Linked DNA regions of Mus musculus: regions 2, 3 and 4 are each linked to region 1. The links are chromatin contacts, called in public Hi-C and Micro-C maps. All regions are on one chromosome and are shown on one strand. Each heading gives the region's core, a stretch centred on a gene start, on an enhancer-like site or on the middle of the called end of the contact. The rest is flanking DNA. Distances are from core to core; before and after follow the strand shown. Region 1 holds the start of B3galnt1 (UDP-GalNAc:betaGlcNAc beta 1,3-galactosaminyltransferase, polypeptide 1). Region 2 has its middle 31 kb from the start of Gm35817. Region 3 overlaps Gm40070 (a long non-coding RNA gene). Region 4 holds the start of Sptssb (serine palmitoyltransferase, small subunit B).

Region 1 (2,700 bases), core at 185-2,684:
GACTTTCTTGGGAGTGTTATTTATTGTCTTATCTACACATCAGTTTTAAGTACTCTCAGTTCTCTAAGGAATTGAAAATACACTCCTCCAAAGAATTTTCAAAATCTTCGACATATTGCCTATTAACCACTGAAGAGAAACATTCTCCGTGTTTGTTTATCATGGAACAGTTTGGAGAATACCTCTCCCTACTTCCATGGTTTTAGCTTTGGGTCAAGTGAGATTGTGTTTGAGAGTCCATATTCTCCCCCCATGGAAATAACACGCAGAGCTCCATGCAGTGTGTAAAGGAGTCTTACCATTACATCCCGCTTCTGGTTCAAGAACTTAAATTACTGAGCTGGGAGAGCAAAACAGCAGTCAAACAGAACTGAGCAACTTCTAAAAGTCCTGCTACGAAAGAAAACAGGTTGTGCTACATCTATATATTCTACACGGACGCATAGAGGCAATAGTCCAATCTTGATAAGATCATCTTTCTAGGAAGTCGGTGTGGCTTTCCGACAAGAACATGGCGTACATACTAGGTGATATTGTAGAATTCTAGTTTCTCCAAATCGATAAGGCTGATCCCGGCTATGTTGAAGTCACTAGTTTAAGAAACGCAACCTAGAGCGTCTAGGGAAGGATGGGAAAGCGATTCTTGTGAATTGTTGTTAAATTTTGGTTGCTTGTATTTAGGTGCTCACTGAAAAACTGTTTCCTTTTAGGTGGAGTGAGGCCAACCTGTTCACAGTCCTAAAGCCAAGACACCAGAATGGGTCTTTGTTTTCAGATGACACTTTGTTTCCAGGGGCCTTTTGACAGAAAGCAATTTTTGAATGGAACCACCTCCACCCTAAGTCCTGGGAGAAACAGTCAGTACAGAAACACCCAGCTTTCATGACCAAAGGCTTCTCCCTTCTCCCAGAGAGGCACCATTTGGGTGGAGATGACTAAGTGGAGCTGACCAAGGGTTCATAGCACTAGACGGTTTCTAGAGGCAGTTGAGGGTGTGGGGGTGGAGGTGGGGTGGGGTGCCAGGACTCTCTGAGCCTCTGGTCCACATACACCAAAGCTTTCCTCTCCCCACCCCCACTCCCGCACTCCTGAAAGGAGAAACAGCCTTCTGAATGTGCCAAGGCTTCCTCCTTTCCAAGTCAGCCCTGGGGCGGAAATCTGCGGGCTACACATTTAGGCATCTCCCCGAGAAGGGAGAAGGGAGAAGCCTTTGGTCATGAAGGCTGGGTGTTTCTGTACTGACTCTGTTTCTCCCAGGACCTAGGGTGAAGGTGGTTCCATTCAAAAATAAAATTTCTTGCTTTCTGTCAAAAGATGGCACGAGGCAGAGAGCCGGGGTTGGAGGTGGAGGACTTAGGCGAAGCCTGCGGTGGCCGTGATGCTGGCGCCCGCCCGCGGCAGAGGCCGGCAGCTGCGGCGATAACAGCGATAACGGCGCTGGGCTGCGGACGCAGGGACCCCGCGCGCGCGCGCGTGCGTGAAGGAGGCGCGCGCCCGCCCGCTCGGCGTGCGTGCGGCTGCGGGGAGTCCGTGTTCGCGCGCAGAGAGCGAGCGCGGGCCGCACCGTTGCGGGTACCACGGGCGCACGGGAGGTGAGTGCGGGGCGGGCGGGCGGGAGGCCGAGGCGGGGAGACGGTTGGGCGGCTGCCGAGCGCCCCTCTCTCTCGCGGCGCAGCCTTCTAGGTTCGTGGGTCGGGGCTTCGAGGCCCCGGGCGCCGCTCGCTCCTCCGTGGAGCGGGGCGCCGCGAGCTGCCACGCCCTGGGCTCTGGCCTCCGCGCCTGGTCTCGGGGCTGGGTCTCGAGGCTCCGGACGAGAGACTCGAGAATCTGGGCCACTTGGAGGGGCGTCCAGTGCTCTTGGCGAGCCGGGCCACCGCGGCCTCACGGATCCATCCTGCCCTGCCTTGAGCTATGTAAGCCTCGGGGGCCGAGGTAGTGGTGGCCTGGTTGTCACCGCGACCAAGGAGAAGTGGAGAATACTGTCCGCACGCCACGCCGATGGACCTGCTGCAGGCCCGGAGGGAGGAACGCACATTCTAGGCGGGAAAGGGCCTGTGGTCCCTAGGGTAGGAGAGTGCTTCCTGGGGGAGAGGTGGCGAGGAGGAAGGGAATGGGAGATTTGGAAAGAGGAGACTCCTAAAGATTAAGGCTACATTATTAATAAAAGGTCTGAGTGGAATGTACAAAGCATTGTAAAGGAACTCTTAGATGGAGGGAGCCTTACTTTTTCAGGCTGTAAAGGATGCGGCCAGCTGCAGCACGGAGAGCTAGCTGTGTTTGTGACTGCAGGACTAAAAGGTGCAGGACTAAAAGGCAGGCATTGATTTTTGACTTAAGTAGACCCCCCTCCCACAAACCCCGTTCCCAGCCTTTAGGAGAAGCAGCTTGCTTTGTTAGGAAACGCTACTGCCAAGTAAGGAATTGCCCAACGGTTTGTTTTTGGAGGGAGGTAGGACGATTTGCAGTCTTCACCCAGATGAAATCTGTGTTTTACCTTTGGGTGTCTAAGGCAGACGCAGGGAGTTTGAGCTCTCTGAAGTGTTGACACCTCATAACTCTAGGAAGGGGCCTTCCTTTTACTGAGAGAAAAGTGTGGCATTTTCTCTCTTTCACGTTGGAAGATTTGATTGAAATGAATGGCCACCAGGGAGCTGCAGCATTAAAAACTATTACATTATCGAAATTGTTCTTGGTTGTCGA
Region 2 (2,700 bases), core at 91-2,590, 310 kb before region 1:
AGTCCCACACAGCAAGCAGGCAAAAAAAAGAGAGGCTCCCTTCTTCCAATGTCTTTATATGGTCTCCAGCAGAAGGTGTAGCTCAGATTAAAGGTGTATGCCACCACACAGATAACCTTGAACTCAGAGATCTCCCTGTCTTAATCTTCTGGAATCCATAGCCACTATGCCTCAAGATCTCCATACCAAGATCCAGGTCAGAAACTTCTATCTCCCAGCCTCCAGATAAGGGTCACTGGTGAGCCTTCCAATTCTGGATTGTAGTTCATTCCAGATATAGTCAAGTTGACAACCAGGAATAGCCACTACATGTAGCCACTGTGTAAATCAGTATGGTGCTTCAATCAGGACCTGAAAGTAGAGCTACCATGGAATCCAGCTACATCACGTCTAGGATTATACCTGAAGGATCCGCGTTAGCATGCCTCAGAGACACCTGCGCATGCATGTAACTGCTGCGCTCACTGTTCACAGTAGCCAGGTTATAGCGTTAGCTGAGGTGTCCTCAGTGAAAGGATGGGAAGAGATTTGTGTGACATGCTCACAATGGAGTCTTGCTCAGCCACAAAGAGGAAAGTCATAACAGAAAAAAACAGATGGAACTTGAGAGTATCGTTTGTAGCAGAATAAGCCAGACTCGGAAAGACAAATATCGCACCTGTTCTTACATATGAGAAATCAATCCTTAAATAAGACTTAATAGCAGAGGGGAGCTATATGGATTGGAGAGGAGGGCAGACAGTACTTAAAGCAAGGTGATCAAGGAGAAAACACATGATGCACGTATACAAGAATGTCACGGTAAATCCATTACTCTGCACAATCATGCTACACTTACAAACACTATTTAAAATGCTATTGATAATAATAATAATAATAATAATAATAATAATAATAATACACTAAGCTTCAGCTTCAATCTGGCAGCCAAGCCTTGAGGCTTGAAGTGGTTTTCATTATGACAAAACTTAAGGCTGTTGTTTTTATTTAATTGTAACCTTCTTTTCTGCAATTGGAAGAAATGACCTAGACATGGTCTTTCTGGGAAGACAAGATTAACAGACGTGAAGAGAAAGTTCTGCCCACGTCCCTCCGTGCCTCCAGGCATCCGGTTCTCCTCCTTGTAGGCATTTAGACCCACTGAGGCGTGGGAGCGCACACTGAGGCACGCAGCTGGGGTAAGCCCGCACCTGGCCCTCATCCTTGCCTCCCTTGAGATCCGTCATTCAGGAATGCTCTCACATCCCCTCGAGGGGCTTTCACCGTATCTTATCCGCTTTTAGAAGCTGTGTACATAATGCAGTATCCTGTCCTGCAGACTGCTCCCTTCCTGCACTGGAATCCTATGCCTTCGCTCTGCACAGGAACAGGAGGTAGGAGGAGGAAGGGGGGCCGCCTACAGCACAAAAACCGTGGAAAAGATGTAAAACTAAACCAATTGCCCCTGAGTAGCTTTGTTTCATTACTTCCAGTTTAAAACATGATAAGGGTCACGAGTTGTTGCTCCTCCAAAGCCTCCCTTCGCAGTAACTACACTGGAAAATATATGCTACAAGTAAAAATAAAATAAAATTAAATAAAAGCCCCCACCCAAAAGTCACAGAAAGAAAGGGAAAGGAAAAAAGAAAAATGAGATTAAACTTGTGTGGAAATCTGAACTTCAGTGACTGGTTGCCACAGAAAAACACAAACGCACGCAGGAGTTTATCTGCATGCTTGACAGTGATCTATTAGCCTTTTATTAATGCTCTTTTAAAAGTCGTTTTATTCTATTCTACTCTGCCTTTTTACACTAGTAATAACTTTCAGCATCTTGTAAAGTGCTGAACAGCACAGATTTTTATATTTGCTAGGAAAGTTACGGGTTGCTAAGGCGTCTTTGAGAAGTTTCCAGACTCGGTCTGCAAATGGAAGCAGGTGGTAGGTTATCGTGGTTTCTCTTCTAGCTCTTTCCTGCTACTACACACGTTCACCTGTCCAGCTCAGAGTGCTGCACAGTGGTTAGCTAAGCTCCCGTGTTTGATATTTGAACAGAAAAGAGAGAAATAATTCCTTTTCTAAAACACTTACTATATTTTTATTACAAAAGTCACGTTCATAGATTCTTTTAAAAAATAAAGACAAGCACTCCAGTTTGTCACCTATGAATGGCTATAGCATGTTTTACCAGGCACATACTCAGATCTTTTCTTGTGCCCATGACTTATGGTTTACATATTGAGAAAGTCAGGTTATAACAAGGGCTTTTACAAGGAGCTATTTCTAGTTCACGGGTGCTCAGTGTTTCCACACGACTAGTTCTACAATGCAATTGTTAACAGCTAGAGACTAGCCTAGGACTGGAGTGTGATTTATTTCAAATCTTCTATTATCAAACATTTGGATAATATGTCGTTCATTGTTAAGCATTCAAAATAATTTAGAAATATGCAAGCCTTTGACTTCAGGGTTGTATTTTGACACATTACTGTCCAAAAATCATTTAAAGTTTTGTTCTTATTATTTGGGAATGTAGATCTTTGGGGGAAGCTGAGAGATATGTGCCTCTTCTCATTAAGAAAGAGGGGAGAGGAAGAAAGGGAGGGAGGGAGGAAGGGAGAGAGGGAGGAAGGGAGAGAGAGAGAGAGAGAGAGAGAGAGAGAGAGAGAGAGAGATAGAGAGATCTTAAAACAGTCGGGTAACTCAGGAACACTTCAGCAA
Region 3 (2,700 bases), core at 40-2,539, 340 kb after region 1:
GGACGATGGATAGGCTTTCCTCTAATGAGCCATTTCTAATCTCCCAATGGTTCCAGTCAAGGCCAGCTGCTGCGCTTACTCTCGTCAGCGTGGGAACCTCTCTCCCTAAGCCCTCTCTCCTGTAACCCCGGGGCTACAGGGTGTCGCCCGGGGGCCCCTTGGTTTTGGGGGCTGCCCCTTGTCCACCCCCCATCGAGTGGGGTCAGTGGCTTAGATGCCCACCCAGGCCAAGTAGAAAGCGTCTGGCAGCCCTCCCGCTTCCACCTGCCCAGAGCATAGGAGGAACTCTGGCCAGACGTGAGCTATCCTCCCCTCCCCCTCTTCCCCTACACCCCTTTTAGTTTCCACAGGGAGGAAAGGGTTCATTTAGCTTACTCTTCCATATTGCTGTTCATCACCAAAGGAAGTCAGGACAGGACAGGACAGGACAGGACAGGACAGGACAGGACAGGACAGGAACTTACACAGGGCAGGAACCTAGAGGCAGGAGCTGATGCAGAGGCCATAGAGAGATGTTACTTACTGGCTTGCTCAGCTTGCTTTCTTATAGAACCCAGGACTACCAGTCCAGGGATGGCACCACCCACAATGGGCTGGGCCGTGCCCCCTTGATTACTAATTGAGAGATTGCCTTGCGGCTGAATCTCATGAAGGAATTTGCTCAAGGGAGGCTCCTTTCTCTGTGATAACTCGGCTTGTCTTAAGTTGACACACAAAACCAGCCAGTACAGCTCTAAAACCTGCAAGGGCAAAGGCTAGATTCTGTCCTCTGTTTCGGGAAATATTAAAAAAGAACCTGTCAACTCTCTGTACTCCTGCTTCTCTCAACCCGCCAACTCTCCGACCCCACTGGGCCACGTTCCCACTCTGGTACCAGCACTGGAGGGCCACAACACTATGTCCCAGTGGGGTTTCAGCAGGGTTCCTCCAGCTCTGTCCCATAGATCCACCAGCCTCATAGTTTGATAGCACAATACCTAGTAACCTTGTAAAATTAAGACTCAATGCTTATATTTAACCAATCAGACTTATATATCAATAAATTCTCAATAAACAAGATGCCAATGCAATAATTACAAAACCAACTGATAATGATAAAAGCTGCCCATCTAGATTAGACAAATTATCCCAATATTCTAACCTTTTGGTTCATGCCACGCTAGTTTACATAGGCCTCCATTTTCCTCCTCCTCTCTCTCTCCCTCTCCCCCCTGAGAGGCTCTCTGCCCCTGCAACTCTTAGCTCCGCCTCCCTTATTCCTGTCCAATCACAGGCTTCCCACTGCCCTAATGTTGTGATTGGACAGGGAAAATCCTGCAACAGCCTTCCATAAAGGTATTTCCTCTTCTGTTCCCGGCACTGTGAGTGTGGCCTTATTTGGAAATAGTGTAATGTAAGTTAAAACAATGTGGTGCTACATCTAGTCACGGGAATGTTCCTAAGAAGGGACAGAGACAAACAACATGGAGGAAAGATGCATGGAGTGAGAGGAGATGAGATGCCAAGGTAAGAAAGGAAAACTCCAGAATGACAAGAAGCCAGACAAGGAGATCTCTGGAGCCTTCAGAGGAGCATGCACTACCAATAAATACCTTGATCTTACATCTCTAAACACAGAACTATACAAAAGTGAATTTCTGTGAAGACACTTAGCTTGTTATAATGTACTGTGTCATTCCTAGGAAACAATATAACTTCCCTTGGAATGTGGAGAGATCTAGGAAGCCTGCCACTAACCCGACACCAACATTCCTGAAAACCTAGCTCAGCTGAACTAGTGTTTCTTAGCTGCGGGCTGGGTACCTATTGCTGCATGGTGTATATTCTGTGCTTGTCATGATGACCAAAATGACAGGCATAGCCAGCCACTGCCCCAATGGTTTCTCTGTCTACTGAGAAGGGCTGGGAAATTGAACAAAAAAAATTATATCCTCCTGATGTCCTACTAGGTCGTTATTTGAGGGTTATTTGACTTGACTTCCTAGAAGAATGCACCTTTGTTTTGTTTTTGTTTTTGTTTTGTTTTTGGAAACAGGTCTCACTATGTAGCTCTGGCTGGCCTTGAACTCACGATACCTGACTGCTTTTGCCTCATTACTGCTGAGATTAAAATATATACCACACCTGACCTTAATTCTACTTTTTGATATTAGATCAGGGCCCCATCTTGAAGTTACATGTTAATTTGTAGACCTCTGTCCAGTAGAGAAAAAAACAAATTATAATTGTATTATCTGAAGGACACTTTCAGAATCTCTTTCCTGGTAAAGTATATAAGCTCTTGATTTTCAAATGTTCCTGGGTGCTAACTTTGCAGTCTTATGACTGCCTTCATTTACTAAGCCCAGGGCATTTTTTGACACTGTTCATTCTATTTTTATAGATGAGTCATGTCTTTGACCTTTTGAGTCTTTGACATCAACTCTTGTAAAGCTCAAGTGGTATGATATGTATGTTTTAATATTATCCCTGGAAGATGGTAGGTGTTTGGTGAATTCAAGCTCCCCTTCAGGAGCTCAGAAAAGCCTGGAAGATTCTGAGCAGGTAACCACTTGCAGGTGGCCCCACTGCAAAGCAGTGTGTGCCAAAGCAATTGTATGCCTGCTTCTGGTCCTGCCCTTTTTTCTTACCCTGTTCTTGTCTTTCATGCCTGTTACCCAGGGGCATTCAAGAGGCAGGAGGCTCTCAAGTTCAAGTCCA
Region 4 (2,700 bases), core at 85-2,584, 260 kb before region 1:
AAAAAAATCTCGGTTGAATATGCAGGATGAGGAGCCTCCAGACCCTGTGCGCCCTTAGCGCCCAACCACAGAGTCAAATGCAAGCATTGCCCAGGATGAAGACGAAAGAGATCGATCAAGGTCTGGCTGCGGGTTTCCAGCGAAGATGCTGCGCGCAAGGCACGCTAGCCCCAGAGCGGCTCTGTGCGTCTCTGCGGCACCCCGCCGACTGCCGGCCCCCTTTCCCAATTTGCCCTCCAGCCATTCGTCTGCAAAAGAATTCCCTGCACTTGTGAGTGAACCCACACAAGTTCTCTAGGCACGGTTCTCCTACTCTTTCCACCAGGGAAGGGTGGGGGTAGTTTTCAACCTTAACCTCCCTGCTACCTGGAGGAAGGTGACTGTACAGGGAGGGAGAGGGATTGTTTTACAGGTTCCAAGGCGTCAGAATTAGATGTCAGTGCCAAAGTGGCTTGTTTTCTTCCTTTGCCTTTTGACAACCGGTGAGCTGACCAGCTGCTTGGGCTCAACCCCGGGGCTCACTTTGCAGCCGGGAGCCGAGTTTCAGACTGCAGCCTTGCTCCGCGTAGACCCGGGCCTCTTCGCCCCTCATCCAAGTCTGCGACGGATGTATGCTGACAGGCATCCTCTGAGAATTGGTTAAAGCCCTACAGTATTCACCTTTGCACCTCTGGTTTATCTACTGTCGCCTCCGCTGCCTCCTCCATCTCCCCCTCCCCTCCTCCCTCCTTTTCTTCCCCATCCCCACCCTATCATCATTTGCACCACCACCAAAATACGTGCCCCTCTGGTAGAGTCGAAACTCCCCGCTGAAGCGAGGGGGAGGGCAACACCCATCCCCCCTCCTATCTCTGCCTAGGCTCCCGGTTTTACTGCAGCAATCGGAGGTGAGGTGACAGCGCCACCTCGATCTCCTCCGTAGCTCTCAGAACCCCTGCTCCCCCCAGTAAGGCAGAAGGCGCCCTCTCTTGAGAGGCTAATCTCTGAAGAAGTGCGAACAGGCTACAGAAAAAACAAAACAAACAAACCGAATTTTTAAAATGTAGAAGTCACTAGGCTGCATTCCTCCGAGAACAACCCAATCTCCCAGAACTGAGTATCAGCGCATAGGAAGTTGGGACCTTAGAGTGAAGGGGGAGGGGAGTGGTGCAGCCCGCATTCTCTTCTGGAAGGAGTCGCTGCAAGCCCTGCGGTTGGACATAAGTTTGCGTAAGAGTGTTTTCCTTTTGTCAATTATTAATCACCGGAATCAGTTTGGCAGAACTGGAGTTTTAGCAGTAGTGCAGAGGGCGGGGCCGAACACCTAACTCTGGGAGCCTCAGCTGCGCCCAACACAGTGACAAGCTAACAGAAGCTGGGGAGAAGCCAGAGCATCTAAGCTCATTCTAAGGCAGGAGGTAAGCATCTTTCAAACTACCTACGTCCAATCTAAAAGGAGCTTTCATAGCACAGAGTTTCTGTCTGCATGGGGGGAAACTAGAACTGAGCTTTAATGCAATTTATCTGCTTCTTATTTAACTATATTACAACTCTAAGAATTGAACGGTTCCTCTTGGCATTTACTATGTTGGAAACTAAGATGCTTTTCTCAACAGAAGCCAAACTTTATTATTGGAACTTTTTCAGGCAGAAGAAAAAAAATGTTTTACATTATTTTCATTATTCATTCATTCATTTGTACGGTTTGTTAATATTCAAGGAAATATCTTGAGATGCGTGTGGCTTCCTTCTTTAGGTGGTAATATTCATTTAGTTCTCTCTCTTTGGGTTACTTTAGGCAGTGGCACACAGGAGTCAGCTGCCAGCAGGTAAGCCATAGCCAGCAAAGAATGTGTCTTAGTATTTTTCTCCTGATTATTAAGCACAGTGTGTTTTCTCAGGGATGCTTATGAGATTGTCACGGCAGTCAAAATCCTCAGCCTGCAGAGGACTATGTGTCCCTGGAGGAATGCATGTCATAGTGTCTGTGGGGAGCAGGGGTTACAAGTGTTAGTCCTGACTTGTTTCAATTGGAAGGGCATTCAACTGGTTGCCAGTCTTCGAATCAGCTCAGCCCATGTGCCAATACAGAATTAGAAGATTTGTTAAATCTAAACTTTAGACCCCCAAAATCCAAATAAATGAATCAGGGGAATTGGGATGTTTGGTGTTTGTACTGGCTAGTTTTGTGTCAACTTGACACAGCTGGAGTTATCACAGAGAAAGGAGCTTCAGTAGAGGAAATGCCTCTATGAGATCCAACTGTAAGGCATTTTCTCAATTAGTGATCAAGGGGGAAAGGCCCCTTGTGGGTGGGACCATCTCTGGGCTGGTAGTCTTGGTTCTATAAGAGAGAAGGCAGAGCAAGCCAGGGGAAGCAAGCCAGTAAGAAACACCCCTCCATGTATGTCCTCTACATCAGCTCCTACTTCCTGACCTGCTTGAGTTCCAGTCTCGAATTCCTTTAGTGATGAACAGCAATGTGGAAGTGTAAGTTGAATAAACCCTTTCCTCCCCAACTTGCTTCTTGGTCATGATGTTTTGTCCAGGAATAGAAACCCTGACTAAAACAGGGTTTTTTTGTAAAAGACTTTATGACAGCAATTGTTATTTTTAATCAAATGATACTAAGAAATACACAGCCATTTTTGCCAGAAAACCTTTAAAATGATGTGTGCAGAAAACTGGGGGGAGAGCTTCATCGCTTGCTTTCCACATTTG

The links. Hi-C and Micro-C count contacts between places; a contact is called where the count stands out from the background.
Region 2: a Hi-C map of nephron progenitors shows a contact between it and region 1, with 2.6 times the contacts expected there. The contact joins the enhancer-like site here to the promoter of B3galnt1 in region 1. A contact is called at or near these places in 9 of 39 promoter capture datasets (the 3T3-L1 cell line, cranial neural crest, embryonic stem cells and 4 more), 1 of 15 datasets of contacts at CTCF or cohesin (the NIH/3T3 cell line), 16 of 484 Hi-C or Micro-C datasets (the N1E-115 cell line, cerebellum, cerebral cortex and 6 more) and 2 of 115 datasets of contacts at active chromatin or transcription factors (embryonic forebrain and stem cell-derived neural progenitor cells).
Region 3: a contact with region 1 is called in a Hi-C map of embryonic fibroblasts, with 2.7 times the contacts expected there. The contact joins the enhancer-like site here to the promoter of B3galnt1 in region 1. A contact is called at or near these places in 18 of 39 promoter capture datasets (the 3T3-L1 cell line, 3T3-L1-derived adipocytes, the HPC-7 cell line and 12 more), 39 of 484 Hi-C or Micro-C datasets (the AtT-20 cell line, B cells, the G1E-ER4 cell line and 26 more), 6 of 115 datasets of contacts at active chromatin or transcription factors (bone marrow-derived macrophages, craniofacial prominence, embryonic forebrain and 3 more) and 3 of 9 other capture datasets (adipose tissue, embryonic stem cells and macrophages).
Region 4: a contact with region 1 is called in a Micro-C map of embryonic stem cells, with 2.1 times the contacts expected there. The contact joins the promoter of Sptssb here to the promoter of B3galnt1 in region 1. A contact is called at or near these places in 3 of 39 promoter capture datasets (hippocampal neurons, liver and stem cell-derived epiblast-like cells), 1 of 484 Hi-C or Micro-C datasets (embryonic stem cells) and 1 of 115 datasets of contacts at active chromatin or transcription factors (embryonic stem cells).

Annotation. Positions count from the first base shown.
Region 1 is chr3:69,597,694-69,600,393 of GRCm38.p6, reverse strand. B3galnt1 (UDP-GalNAc:betaGlcNAc beta 1,3-galactosaminyltransferase, polypeptide 1) reads left to right here and starts at 1,434. Exons shown (of 3, transcript NM_020026.4): 1 at 1,434-1,592.
Region 2 is chr3:69,911,626-69,914,325 of GRCm38.p6, reverse strand. No RefSeq gene overlaps it. Among named protein-coding and RNA genes, the nearest start is that of Gm35817, 31 kb to the right of the region's middle. Within about 2 kb of position 1,340, at least 10 of the 459 cell types and tissues checked have an H3K27ac peak or open chromatin away from gene starts, as enhancers often do. A contact at or near this core is called in nephron progenitors, where this site is marked.
Region 3 is chr3:69,259,415-69,262,114 of GRCm38.p6, reverse strand. All of the region lies in intron 2 of Gm40070 (a long non-coding RNA gene), which reads right to left. Among named protein-coding and RNA genes, the nearest start is that of Gm40070, 6.2 kb to the right of the region's middle. Within about 2 kb of position 1,289, at least 6 of the 459 cell types and tissues checked have an H3K27ac peak or open chromatin away from gene starts, as enhancers often do. A contact at or near this core is called in the HL-1 cell line, embryonic fibroblasts and tail fibroblasts, where this site is marked.
Region 4 is chr3:69,858,528-69,861,227 of GRCm38.p6, reverse strand. It overlaps Sptssb (serine palmitoyltransferase, small subunit B), which reads left to right and starts at 1,334. Exons shown (of 3, transcript NM_133675.3): 1 at 1,334-1,397.